Regions from separate parts of the Rattus norvegicus genome. Here region 1 is linked to region 2. The links are chromatin contacts, called in public Hi-C maps. All regions are on one chromosome and are shown on one strand. Each heading gives the region's core, a stretch centred on a gene start, on an enhancer-like site or on the middle of the called end of the contact. The rest is flanking DNA. Distances are from core to core; before and after follow the strand shown. Region 1 has its middle 440 kb from the start of Mir2985. Region 2 has its middle 390 kb from the start of Gask1b.

Region 1 (6,951 bases), core at 769-3,268, 82 kb before region 2:
GAGTACACAGTAGCTGCCTTCAGACACACCAGAAGAAAGCATTGGACCCCGTTAGAGAAGGTCGTAAGCTACCATGTGGTTGCTGAGAATTAAACTCAAGACCCCGCTGGAAGTCAAGCCAGTGCTCTTAACCACTAGGCCATCTCTCTAGCACAGGGTATATTTTTTGTTTGTTTGTTTGTATCTTCAAGTTTTAGGGCTTACAATCAATGTATATAATAGAAAATATGACCATGCTACTCACTTACCTCTTTCTTTTCTCTCTGATTTTACCTGACCCATTTTCCTTTTTCTGCATGAGATTTGGCTCTACTAACATTAATTCTTGTCTAATAGAGTGAGAAGCGGGCTTATATTTAATGATCCTGTTTATAGACTGTTGACTTCAAATTTCTCATTTTCATAAGGATCATGTATTCAGTTTTGATACATTGAAACATTGGAATAATGAGAAAATATTACAGAAATTTGTTTCTGTCTCTAATTTACATTTTATCCACCTCTTTTAGGTAATACTATATGGACAATATAATACATACATTTGAATACAGTTTAATGAGTATTGACACTTGTACATCACAACCAAGACACAGAGCATTCTCCTTTGCCCTTCTGTGATAAAAATTCCAATGTTACAGCCCTGGATGTTGATAAGAATTGGGATTGCCGTCATGACGTTTGAATTACACAATAAACAATTTCCCAGATTAAAAATATAAATATTTGTTTTCTTTCTCTCACTATCATGGTTTAAGGAGATTCTGTGTGGCTGTGTACCTAGCACTCACCTCTTATTATAAAAGAAGAACAAAATTAAATTAACAAGTACATTTTAAGAACCATGACCTTGGAAGGACAGTACAAACTAACAAATAAGAGATTAGAAATTTGTATGATTGAGAAAGAGACTAGTTAGCTATCTCGCGCCTCTATAGGCAGGGAGGTGGTTTCCCATCACCAAGGTTGGAGGAGAAAGCATCCCACGAACATTGCTATTCCGGATGCTGGCAACCTTACCTACTGAAAAATTTCATAGTTGTCACAAGTTTACAAGCCCCAGGGCACTGTAGCTAGAACCATCTTGAGAAGAAAGCTGCCTGAAGTTGAACTAGCTAAGGGTCAGGATCCCTCAAATCTCATCTCTGGGCTCCTCAAGTATGTCACTGCACTGTCTCAGCAGACAGCTGTTTCTACTGACCATTTTGACCTTGAGAACAGGTGTGGTCAAATCCTGTTGCTTACCCTGTGCTGCAAGGAAGAGCGATGCAGCATGGAGAGGAATGGAAGGTTCTGCCATAAAGAACAAGCAGGTCCAGGTCCTGACTCTCTAAGATCAAACACAAAGGCTCCGCAGGCTGGACTGCATAACCAGAACTCACTGAAGCTGTCTTTAAAAACGTCAGTGATAGTGTGTTTTCATGCCACTTAGAAATTATCATAAAATGAACTGAAATTCTAATATTTTATTTATATGGAATTTTATAATGGACATTTTCCAGCTGTCTAGGATAAAATGATTTCAAAATGGAAAATAAAATCACCAAGATGAATAAAAAATTATAATGAATAAATTATCCACTGAATATTCCCCATTAAGACATTTACAAAGGTAAATTTATTCTTCATTTGAACAGTCGATGTATCCTTAGAACTTAGGGATGGGTTTGGAACTGCAGCAGAATTTATTAGACAGGAATGTTTAGTCAGTGTTGTTATTTAAGCTATTTAAATCCAAAATCACAACTAAATCCCACAAATTGAGGATTTTTGTGTGTGAAAATACTATTTTAGCCCAAATTCTATTTAAAAATTATTTTGAGATAGCTTGAGACATTCTCATCAACAAGGAATTTCAGATTGAATAGTGGTATGTTAATTCACTTTCAATTGACTAAGTCATCAAAGCACTAGATGTTTGCTCGAGCTTCAGTTTTCATGAGAAGAGGAATGGATGTGTTGCAGTATTCAAATACCACCATCATTTTTAAATTCCTCATTATGCAGTGGAAAGAGAAACAACAGAAGCAGCTGTCTGCTTGCTCCACATTTAGCAGAGAGTTCAGTAATTCCCAGAGTAGCAAGGATTTGATACTGTCGAACACAGTTGTCCTGTGCTGTGCAGAGGACTCTTAATTTTTTAATATTCCTCTTTGGAATACTAAAAGGTTGAAGTATGTAAAATATGCAAACACTTTCATTTGCAAGTCACACTGAGACAGAGAAGCCATGATAGATTCTATTTAAAAGCAGTGGCGCTCTCTCTCTCTCTCTCTCTCTCTCTCTCTCTCTCTCTCTCTCTCTCTCTCTCTCTTGCTTCTAGTTGATCTCAGCCCATACATCAAGGCTATAATTAATCAGCATTAATAACTGAGTAAGGATTTACTAACAACACAGGCTTCGAAACACAGCACCTAGCTCTGATCACGGAGAGAACGATGCTGATTTTTTATCTTTGCTGCGGTTTAGACCCCTTGGCTTCATGTTTGGATGATGCATATGACACTGGTCTTGTATACAAGGAGTAAAATGACACATGTGGAAAAAGCATCAGCGGTCCTGACTCAGGAGCATGTGGGGAAAGACTGTGTCACAAACAGCCTAACAATCAGAATGGAAGGGTGATTTCCAGGTCAGATCCAATTGGAAAATTGACATTTTCATCTGAAAATTGGGCTTTAGGACTTCCCTCTTACCAGTGTTATGAGGGTTAGAAAAGAGGGAACGAGGACAGAACTGGACTATTCTCAACAGTCAAGCACAAAGACCTACTGAAGATTGATAAGCACAGATACAATGTTTTCTTGTAATTATCATTGTTTTTAATTTAATTTAATTGTTATTTACCTATTCACTTTACATCCTACTCACTGTCCCCCTCCTGGTCATCCCCTCCCAGAAACTTTCCCCCATTCCCTCCTCTGGGAGGGTAAGGGAACCCCCTGGATATACCCATCACTACCCTGGCACTTCAAGTCTCTGGGAGGCTAGGTGCTTCTTCTGCCACTGAGGCCAGATAAGGCAGCTCACCTAGTAGTACATAATCCATGTCTCATGTACAGGCAACAGCTCTTGGGATAGCCCCCTTTCCAATTGTTCAGGACCCATATGAAGGTCAAGCTGCACGTGTACTACATATGTGCACGGAGGCCTAGGTCCAGCACATTTATGTTCTATGGCTGGTGGTTTATACTCTGACAGCCAAGAGCATCCAGATTAGTTGACTCTGTTGGTCTTCCTGTAGATTTCCTATCCCCTTCCGCTGTACAATCCTTCCTCCTATGCTTGCATAAGACTCCCCAAAGCTCCATTCACTGTTTGGCTGTGGGTGTCTGTATCTGTCTTAATCAGCCGCTGGGTGGAGCCTCTCAGAGGACAACATGCTCCTGTTTGCAAGCATAACAGAATATCATTAATAGTGTTAGGGATTGGTGCTTGCCCAAGGGATAGGTCACAAGTTGGGTGGATTATTGATTGGCCATTCCCTAAGTAATGTGCCTATGTTACTTATAAGTAACCAGATACATTTGGAGTTGAAAGTTGTGAATGGGTTGGTGTCTCTATCGCTCCACTAGGGTTCCTGTCTGCTGCAGGAGATAGCCTCTTCAGGTTCCATATCCCCAATGTAGTGCATCACAGCTAATGTCACCCCCATTGATTCTTGTATATCCTCCTTATCCCAGGCTTATGTTTTGTCTTGGAGATGCCCCCACCTCAATACCATCAGTTGCAGATTTCCATTCATTTTCATGTCCATGTATCCATCTCTCCTGTCCTTCCCCCACCTGATCTTGAATTCCCCCATTTCCATTCCTATTCCCCATCTAAGTTTATTTTATAAGCCTCATATAGTGAATGGAAATACCATGTGACATATCTATACATGCTTGTATTTTATGTTTATATCAAGTTTGATATAACTATCTCAAATCATTTTCACTTCTCTATGGTGAAACTTCTAAAATATTTTTTCTACCAGCCTTTTGAGGGCTACAGCATCATGTTATTCATTCCAATTATCTCTAGTCATTCTGTCGTAGGAAAGCATGGTGTAACTTTTTGCTCTTGTTTGTCTTTGAGGACTTACTAAGTAGCCTTTCAACACCTACTGCTACCAACATGCTCCCTGGCCTCTGGAAACTACCATTTGTCTCTCAATTTGCCATAACATCAACATGTTTAGATTCCATAAATGAATGAGAGCATATGGTTTAATCCTGCCCATCACTGCCTTATTGTCCTTAACTTAATGGTCCCCTGTTCATCCTTATTGCCATAACTTAAAGGACATATTATTTTATAAATTAGTCCTGTTCCATTCCATCCACAAACATAATGTTGGTCAAAATTGGACTAAAAAATAAGAAAACTACAGATAGATCACTCAAGGTGTTTGAAACAGGAAACTTAAAGTTTATTGTCTTAGTTTCTTTCCCCATTTTTGTGATTAAATGCTCTGTGAAAAGCAACTTAAGAAAGAATGGGTTTACTTTCACTCACAGTTCAGGATGCAGTTCAAAGCAGAAAAGACATATGGTTGCAGAAGCTTGAGTCAGTAGTCACATTGCACCCTCAGAAAAGAAGCAGAGAGCAAAATATGAATGCATGCATTTGCTGAGCTTGTTTACTCCACTGAGCTCAGATCCTATCTGCAATTAACATAGGAATATACATCATATGGATATATTTTAGTAATAGATTCTGGAAGTCAAGAAAAGGAAATGAAGAACTGTAAACACTGACCTCACAGTAAAGCCAAGGAAACATTTGATTATGAATGTCAACCTACTCAAGGAAAAAAGCATAAGCCATCTCCTATTTCACTTCTAGGAGCTCATTGACCCAATATAACAAACTGGCATTGACCCAGTAGAGCAAACTGGCATTGACCCAGTAAAACAAACTGGCATTGACCCAGTAGAACAAACTGGCATTAACCCAGTAGAACAAGCAGCCTTAAGCACGAAAGCTTTCCGAGACCACTGAGATGACTCAGCAGACAAACATGCTTGCTGTGCAAGCTGGTCAATTTAGCTGGAGCTCCAGAACTCACAAAAAGAGTGGCAGGAAAGAACCAACTCCAAAAGTTTCCCTCTGACACACACACACACACACACACACACACACACACACACACACACACACAAATATACACACAAATGAAAAAATTAAAGGCAGACATCAGAAAATTAATATTTTCCAAGGGCATTGGAATTTTAGGTTTCTCAGAATTGCTTGGGGCTTACTAAACACAGATGTAAGAAGTTACAAAAACATATATAGTATGATGCTTTATCTTATTAGTGATGTAACTGTTGGAGAGTAAAAAGAAGCATGCTTATCATGTCGATAAAATAAATCCATAGAAGTCTTGACTTTTACGTGTTCACCAAATATTGCACTGCAATAGAGTTTCCACTGTCTGTTTTGATGTCACAAAAGTTACATGCCGTTATCCTCAGGTTAAGTATTTTAGGTATGCACTGTATGACTTTTCCTGTAGCGACACAAATATCTAGTCATCTAAGACAAAGCACCAACCACAGGCCAGAGAAATAATTGCACTCGAGTCTAGTAAATCAGTCAGTTTGCTTGCTTTCCTTACGGAATTATGGAGAGGGGGACCACTTACAGAAAGATAGGCAACTCAAAGAAAGTTTCATCCATTGATACTTCCTTCACTATCTGTAGGAAGATCTACTGACCACGGCCTTCCCAAGAATTGTTCTCTGCTGTATAATCTTGGTGAGGCACCTTATGAATCCTCTAAGCTTTAAGAGCTCCTTAAAAACTCTGGGATTTACCATTTCTTTAGTTTTAGGGGTCTTTCTCCTACATTACTACACAACGATTTTCCTGAGCCCCACTATATCAGCTGATCACCACACTTAGCCTACCTTTATATGCTGATGCTTTCCAGGAGCACCTTGTGACCTAGACTTAGGTGTCTGAAATGTGACTGGTATGTGCAGACAGTGGGTTAACTGCAGTTGGAAATTAAAAAAGCAAAACAAAACAAAACAAAAACTTCAGGCAACAGTGCATGTGGGAACAAGCAGACAAGAAGTTGCCAGTCTGTCAAGAACACATTACCAGCACAGGCATAAATATTCCCCATGAACATGAATAACAGAAGTATACATGGAACCCAGTGACACAGCACACTTGTCCCCTCCAGTACAGACCAAAGGACAAAGCAGCCATCTTTCTATAGTATAATATTAACTAGACAATGAAAGGTTCTATGTAAAATTCTTCATGTCCAATTAGGAATAGTTTGGTTTCAACCATGACACTTCTTATTTTCTTATTCTATGACAAAATATATCCACTATATTAGAATTGAGTGCCGATCAAAGAACAAATCTAATGCTTTGCAGTTCCAAAGGATGTACACTCACTAATTAGCACTGATGTCTCTAGGGAGATAGTGATATAACACCTTGTCTTTATAGCTTAGTCATCTATAGCAAAATGCTGTGTACTGAATGAATTCAACAACACAAATTCATCTTTCTGCAGTTCTGAAGGGACTGAGCTTGTGTTGCTGGCACTGTGACCAACATAGTACCCATTCTGGCTCATTGGCAGCCTCTTCTCTCTGGATCCTCACAAGGTCGCAAAAGTAAGAAAAGACTCTCTTATGTCTCCTTCTGTACGACTAGAGTCCCACCATGAGTGCCCAACCTTTCTAACCTTATCTAAGGACACATCTCTAAACACTATCACTTGGGTCCAGCTGTGCTAGAGTTTTAATAAATGTTTGAAAAGGGAATCAATTAAGTCTATAGAATTCCCTTAATCAAAATAAATTATGGAAATTGCTGTTCTTGTGTATTATCAGCAAAAACAATAAAGAAGAAGGGTAATAATCTATAAACAAGGGGTAAGAAAGAAGTTAATCATGAAGTCTACCTGCTGTGTGAATGCCCGTATAAAGTCTAGTAAGGGACC
Region 2 (6,825 bases), core at 3,891-6,390:
TGACAAAGTACAATTTGACTGATTAAAAAGCAGGCTCTTGCACTTAAATATGTAGCAGTTACCATGGAAACAACTCTACTTTACTCGGAGCATATCGCGTTTTAAGGAGAGCAGCCTGTTGTTATGGCAATGGGAACTTGAGCAATTGCCCCCCAAAGAAGACAACATTGGAGAGATGGAAATGTTGTCAGCGACATGAAATACATGATTGTCAGTGCATTTTTCTGGGAGCTTACAGAAACCGCAGCTGCTAGAGACAATAGGTACCAATTTAGGAGCCCTGGGAAGAGCTCATGGCCTCTGTTCCTTCCCTGTTCTATTTTTAACTACTGCACAATGAATAATAATAGTTAGGAATTGTGTTTGAAATTCTATTCATTGAAGGCAGGGATTTCAAATTGTCTTTTCTATAGGAACCATGTGTAATATTTGCTTGATTGTAATATAAAATATCCTTGAAGCCCTAGAGGAGTTATCAATTTTACTTACTGCATGAGATAAAGTTGATGATTAGAGTCAAAATGTATAAAATGCCTGCTATATGTTAGATGTCATTTTAAAATTTGGGGTATTTTTGTTTATTTCTTTAATAATTTTATTTTTCCTTTAAACCCCCCTCTCCAAAATTTATAATCTCTTTTTAAATTATTATTATTGCATATATATGTGCATATATATTTACACACACATATTCTAATGAATCCATCTATGTTTGCTCATGTGTTCAGAGTTGACCATTTGGGATTAGACAATCTAAGGGGCATCTCTTCCCTAGAAGATACTGCATCTCTCTCACAACAGGCACTGACCAACTATAGTTCTTATGGGCAGGGAGGTGTTGAATTTCTCTTATCTTTGGTCCTGTTCAGGGAGCCATATTGTTAAGAGTCCATAGATACAGCTTCTGTGTCCTATGTAGAAGACATATCTTACAGCATATATTCTGCTATTTTGGCTCTTAACAATCTTTCCATCCCCTCTTCCAAGATTTTTCCCTAAGCATTAGCTACAAAAGTTGCAAGACATTTTTATTACATACATATCAAATTCTCATATTTATTTTAATTAGGAAACATTGGTGCCTCCATTCAACAGAAAAGAAGCCCCAAGCACGAAGTGATAATTTACCCAAAATCTCAACAAAGTGGTCTACCCAGGAAGAACTCTTGACTGCTTTCTTATACACAATCATATTATAGAAGACTTTTTACTTTCTTATAATAATACTAAATCTCAACCATAACTTAAGATACAAAATTATACTATCTTAAGCATATTTCTAAAGAGGAGTATAAGTTTTAGTCAGTAACTGAAAATATAAGTTTGAATTTAACTCAACTAAAGAAAACTATTATGCCTTTTCTAAACAATGACCTTATCATGATAGTGTACCAACCCCTGCAACTAGCTAGTAGTTTAAAAGCTTATGGTCATTTCTGCAGATTTGAAAGCCTTATCTGAAAATGGTGAAATTCCTGAGGAGTTGTTCTGAATAGAAGTCTAAGATATAAATGCAAATATAAAAATTGCAACTTAACGGATCTGCAGTGATTTGACTCTAATTAGAATTGCAAAATATTTCATTTCAGGGACTTAAGGCTTTTCTCATCAGAAATCTTCAGCCTTCCAAGCTGAAGCCATTCCTCCTACTCGTTTATATGTTGCAGATGAATCATGAGCTCATCTCGGTTCAGTCTCGTGGGCAAAAATTATGTAAGTGTTTCAATATCACAAAATGTTCATTGCACTCTGTGTTATTGAAAAGCTTGTGTTGTTGAGAAAAAGCTTCTTTCCTGACTTTGGCTCCAGATCTTTGCAGGTAAATTTTTAATAAGTAGTTTCCAAAAGGATAGTGATTGACCTGATAAAGCTTGCCAGGGTAAAAGTCAGGGCACTAAATATCTTCTAAGTGTGATTTTAAAAACATACCCCTTTAAAGTAGGAGCAGGGGAGAAAGCTATCACCACCATGCTATTAGTGTTTCCCTGGAGACCCTGAACAGTGAACTGGGGCAAACAAGAGTGTTTAGCAGAAGGCTAGCAATTGTCCCTTCGCTATTAATGTTCAAAATACTTAATAGTTGATATTAAGACTTTCTTAAATAAAGAACACTGCAAATAGTAATTTGCTTAAGTAGCAGTGTGAGTTACTCTCTTAGCCAGTGCTTTTCCCAGGCCAGATCCTGGGTACCTTGCCAACACAGATGTCACAGGAGGTCCTGACTCTCCTCCTTCTGCAAGAACAAAATTCCATAGCCTCTTTCCAAACCCAGCTTGCCCTGTCATTAGTAACTGTTCACACAACTTCTATCCTCTGACTTCCCTGAAGACTTTAGGTTTACATTTACATAGATTCAGGCCCAGTTCACTGATGAAATATGTCTAGCTTAACTTTAATATTTTTTATTCAAGAAGAAGCTGAAAGTTTCCTTCAAAGCATGCTTTGCTTTTAAATAAAAAAGATTGCATAATTACTAGGGGGTTAAGAATATGGAACTAGACCTCAGAGAGGAAGCAATGTTATTCTGTCAATCATGATTGGCACTGACCGTTTATTATATTTTATAATGGTATATATTATATATTTGTCCAAATAGAAATCAGTTTTCAAGGTAAGACTTTTCCAATGGCATGGATAACAAGTATCTGGAGGAGAAAAAAAATAACCTACCAGACGACTGAGAGTGATATGCAAATTAGAAAGTAACAGAGCTGAGATGTTTATACAGGTCTCACAAGAAGCATTCTGCTCAGTTCCCTCGAGCAAAACACCTCCTAAAATGTTTCAGGTGTTTTAGGAAGAAAATTGTTCTGTTATGGAAAGAACAATTTACCTAATACACTTGGTTGTTTTAATAATTCTGCACTAATTTTTCTGAGTTGCCTCAGGACAATCACAGTATTAAATGGTTGCTTCATTCTGTGGTGGATCTGAGGAATTATTCTTCCATGATCCACAACCATCTTTATGTCCTAAATTGTATTCTTACGCTTATCAGCTTTCTCCAAGCTCTGTACCATCCCCAATCCATTTACTTCATCCCCGTCTTCGTTTCTCCACTTTCTTTGTGGCTTAACCGTCTGTCATTTTACTTTTCTTCCCTGTTCTTTAGCTTCCTCGTTTTCCCTCTTCTCCTTTCAACTGATAGCAGTGGAAACACACAAAATGCACCATGAATTAGTCAGAGTCCTGTCTCTTCTTTAAAAACCAAGAAGAACAGCAAAAAAAAAAAATCCTTTTTTTCTCCCCTCCTCACTTAATTGCAAGGGTGTGCTTGACATCATATGTAAACAGATACAACTTTTAAATGATGTATTTTCCTGCCAAAAACCCCTCTTCTGTATATGATCCATGATTGAAAATCACATGCAACTGTTTTTTTTTTTTAATTAACTTGAGTATTTCTTATATACATTTCAAGTGTTATTCCCTTTCCCGTTTCCGGACAAACATCCCCCTCCCCCCTCCCCTTCCTTATGGGTGTTCCCCTCCCAACCCTCCCCCCATTGCCGCCCTCCCCCCATAGTCTAGCTCACTGGGGGTTCAGTCTTAGCAGGACCCAGGGCTTCCCCTTCCACTGGTGCTCTTACTAGGATATTCATTGCTACCTATGAGGTCAGAGTCCAGGGTCAGTCCATGTATAGTCTTTAGGTAGTGGCTTAGTCCCTGGAAGCTCTGGTTGCTTGACATTGTTGTACTTTTGGGGTCTCGAGCCCCTTCAAGCTCTTCCAGTTCTTTCTCTGATTCCTTCAACGGGGGACCTATTCTCAGTTCAGTGGTTTGCTGCTGGCATTCGCCTCTGTATTTGCTGTATTCTGGCTGTGTCTCTCAGGAGCGATCTACATCCAGCTCCTGTCGGTCTGCACTTCTTTGCTTCATCCATCTTGTCTAATTGGGTGGCTATATATGTATGGGCCACATGTGGGGCAGGCTCTGAATGGGTGTTCCTTCAGTCTCTGTTTTAATCTTTACATGCAACTGTTTTAGAATAGACTCTGGCTACCTTCCTCAGTCATCAGGTCTTTGGGTTCTTCACAGATGGCATGCGTCCATGCTGTTGAAGACTGCATATCCTGAGGCGTTAAAGAGGGAAAAAAATCCCTATCCCTGTAATGAGGCTTGTCACATAGAGAATCCCAGAGAGTTCTGTGGGAACACCTGCAGGAATTGGTTTTCTCGATCATAAAGAACAAACCTGTGACCTTTAAAAGCCCAAAGCCCATTTCTCTGGAAGAACAAGTGCTCTTAACAACTTGATCAAATCCCTAGGCACCTGTAAGTGAAGTTTAGATCATATCTTCTTTAAAAGGTAAGAAAGGAAAGGGTTCCTCAAAGGAAGAAGGACAGATATATTTTGGGAAATCAAACCTTCATGGCCAATACTTGGGCACCTTGTGCAGATCCTTCATGAAGCTAGATCATATCCTTGGTGACTGTGAGGCTGAAACACACTAAAAAAAAAAAGAATGGTATGCCACAAGCCACTGGGTAATGAAATAGAAATATAGAGTCTTATGCTGACATTAAAGAAGCTTCTGTGGAAATACTGAGACAAGTATTATGTAAAAAATAGATTAATGGAAGATAGATAATGAAGAAAGTGATAGGTAGATCAATAGATAGATGGTAGAATAGAGATGATTGATGATAGATAGGTAGATAGATAGATAGATAGATAGATAGATAGAGAATAGATAGATTGATAGATAGATAGATAGAGAATAGATTGATAGATAGATAGATAGATAGATAGATAGATAGATAGATAGAGGGGCTGGAGAGATGGCTCAGTGGTTAAGAGCACTGACTGCTCTTCCAGAGGTCCTGAGTTCAATTCCCAGCAGCCACATGGTGGCTCACAACCATCTGTAATGGAATCTGACTCTCTCTTCTGGTGTCTGAAGAGAGTGATGGTGTAATAAAATACATAAAATAAATAAACCTTTAAAAAAAGATAGATAGATAAGACAGACAGACAGACAGACAGATGATAAATAAGACATACAGATAGATAAGACAGAAAGGTAGAAGAGAGGGAGGAGCAGTTTAATTATGCATGTTGGTAGGAAGGGAGAGAGGCAATACTGTGACTGAGAGAATAGGATTCCAGTTTCATAAGTAAGACATCTGTTCTGCTGTGGAGGAAGAGCATTGATGCAGAGATTCCAAGCAGATGGTAAATACTTTTCTGCAGGCAGAAGAGTCACTCAGAGTCAGACATTAGATTATCTCTTCTAACAGCATGATACAGTCAAAAAGCTGTACCTGTGTATCTTCATGGAGTACATAGACTGGAGTGTGGGATTCATTCATTTTAGGCGATTCACACTTCACCATCTTCTGCTATGATGTCAAAAATTAGAAAATACCTGATTTTGTACAGGAACTGATGCAGTGGTTCGGATTCCAAACAGCAGGGAGAGGCAGGAAGCACCCTGCCTTGCTGACCACTAATAATTGCTATGTACCAGAAAGCCTGTGGTCACTCCACAGCTGCCACTGATGAATAAATGATTGATGACATAGTTTAAGGATAACTTGTACCCTGCCTCCAGTGCACAACTCCTACTAAGCCTTTATTGCCTTTTCATATCCTCTCCAGAGATAAACAGATGGAGTTATGTGGGGTTTTGAAAAAGAAACTAAACAGGGGATACCCATTCCTTTTTTTTCACTATGGAGCTTGGCTACAGTCTGAGAGAGAGAGAGAGAGAGAGAGAGAGAGAGAGAGAGAGAGAGAGAGAGAGAGAGAACATGACTTTGTAGAGATAAATAAATATGCCCAGTCATGAATTTCAGTTTTTTCAGACACAAACAAAATATTGGGAAAGTTCCAGTTCATAACTTAGTATGAGATCTTAAAACTAAGGTATACTTTGCTAAGGCTAAGAATGCAGCTCAGTAGTGGAGCACTTGCTTAGCACACCATTCATTTAATGGACAAACATTGAGATGTGGTTTGTACCTGTCTTCAATCATAACGCTACCTTTTGTTCACTGAGTCATTACTGACCCAATTACCAATGCCAGAACATGGTTTGGGCTGGTTGGGAACTCTATGGAATGAAATCATAGGGGGAAGTGCAGAGATTTAGCTTCAACTGGTATTTATAAACTATATATATATATATATATATATATATATATATATATATGTCCTAGCTAGGGTGCTGAAGAAGACTCAAATGCTGCTTATATCTATACTAGCTTCTAAAGGGCAGCCCCCACCCTTGAGGATTATTTTAGTTCCCCAAGTAATTGATCCACAAACTCAGCCAAAGGATTTATCACTAAAAGAGAAATGTATGCGCTCAAATGGCAAGCCTAAGAGACAGATCAGTGCCCAACTAGTTTATTCAGAAGGAATTCTTGTGGGCAGGAGAGAAACAGGGAAGGCCCTGGCAGGGTAGTATTGTCAAGAAGACTACTGATGGTATAGGACCTGAATTCCATCTGTAGCAAAGCCCTCACAGTGACCTCAGAATGCACATTTGAGATCCCCTGTAGATACGTTAATCCCGGGCTCCTTTTCCTAGGAATGTCCCCTGGTGTGTCTGCTCTTCCCTGTTACTAGAAGCAAAAGACTTGTGTAGTGCAGAGGGAGAGCGTGGGTGACCATCCTTGAGAGAAGACATTGAGATACTCAGCCGGAAGTGTCCTGAAACACTTATGGATGGTATGCTCCAACCACAGCCAGAATTTCAAGTGAAACTGGGAGAGATGAGACAAGGTACAGAAGGAATCCAACTGTCCTTTTATTCTGTAGACATAATGAGATATTTAGAGATTTACTTCAGTGTATCAAGTGGTAAAAATTTTATAGCT

The links. A called contact is a pair of places that touch in the nucleus more often than the background predicts.
Region 1: a Hi-C map of frontal cortex shows a contact between it and region 2, with 2.5 times the contacts expected there. The contact joins two enhancer-like sites. A contact is called at or near these places in 2 of 12 Hi-C or Micro-C datasets (frontal cortex and prefrontal cortex).

Annotation. Positions count from the first base shown.
Region 1 is chr2:167,810,973-167,817,923 of GRCr8, reverse strand. No RefSeq gene overlaps it. Among named protein-coding and RNA genes, the nearest start is that of Mir2985, 440 kb to the left of the region's middle. Within about 2 kb of position 2,018, at least 6 of the 93 cell types and tissues checked have an H3K27ac peak or open chromatin away from gene starts, as enhancers often do.
Region 2 is chr2:167,732,651-167,739,475 of GRCr8, reverse strand. No RefSeq gene overlaps it. Among named protein-coding and RNA genes, the nearest start is that of Gask1b, 390 kb to the right of the region's middle. Within about 2 kb of position 5,140, at least 12 of the 93 cell types and tissues checked have an H3K27ac peak or open chromatin away from gene starts, as enhancers often do.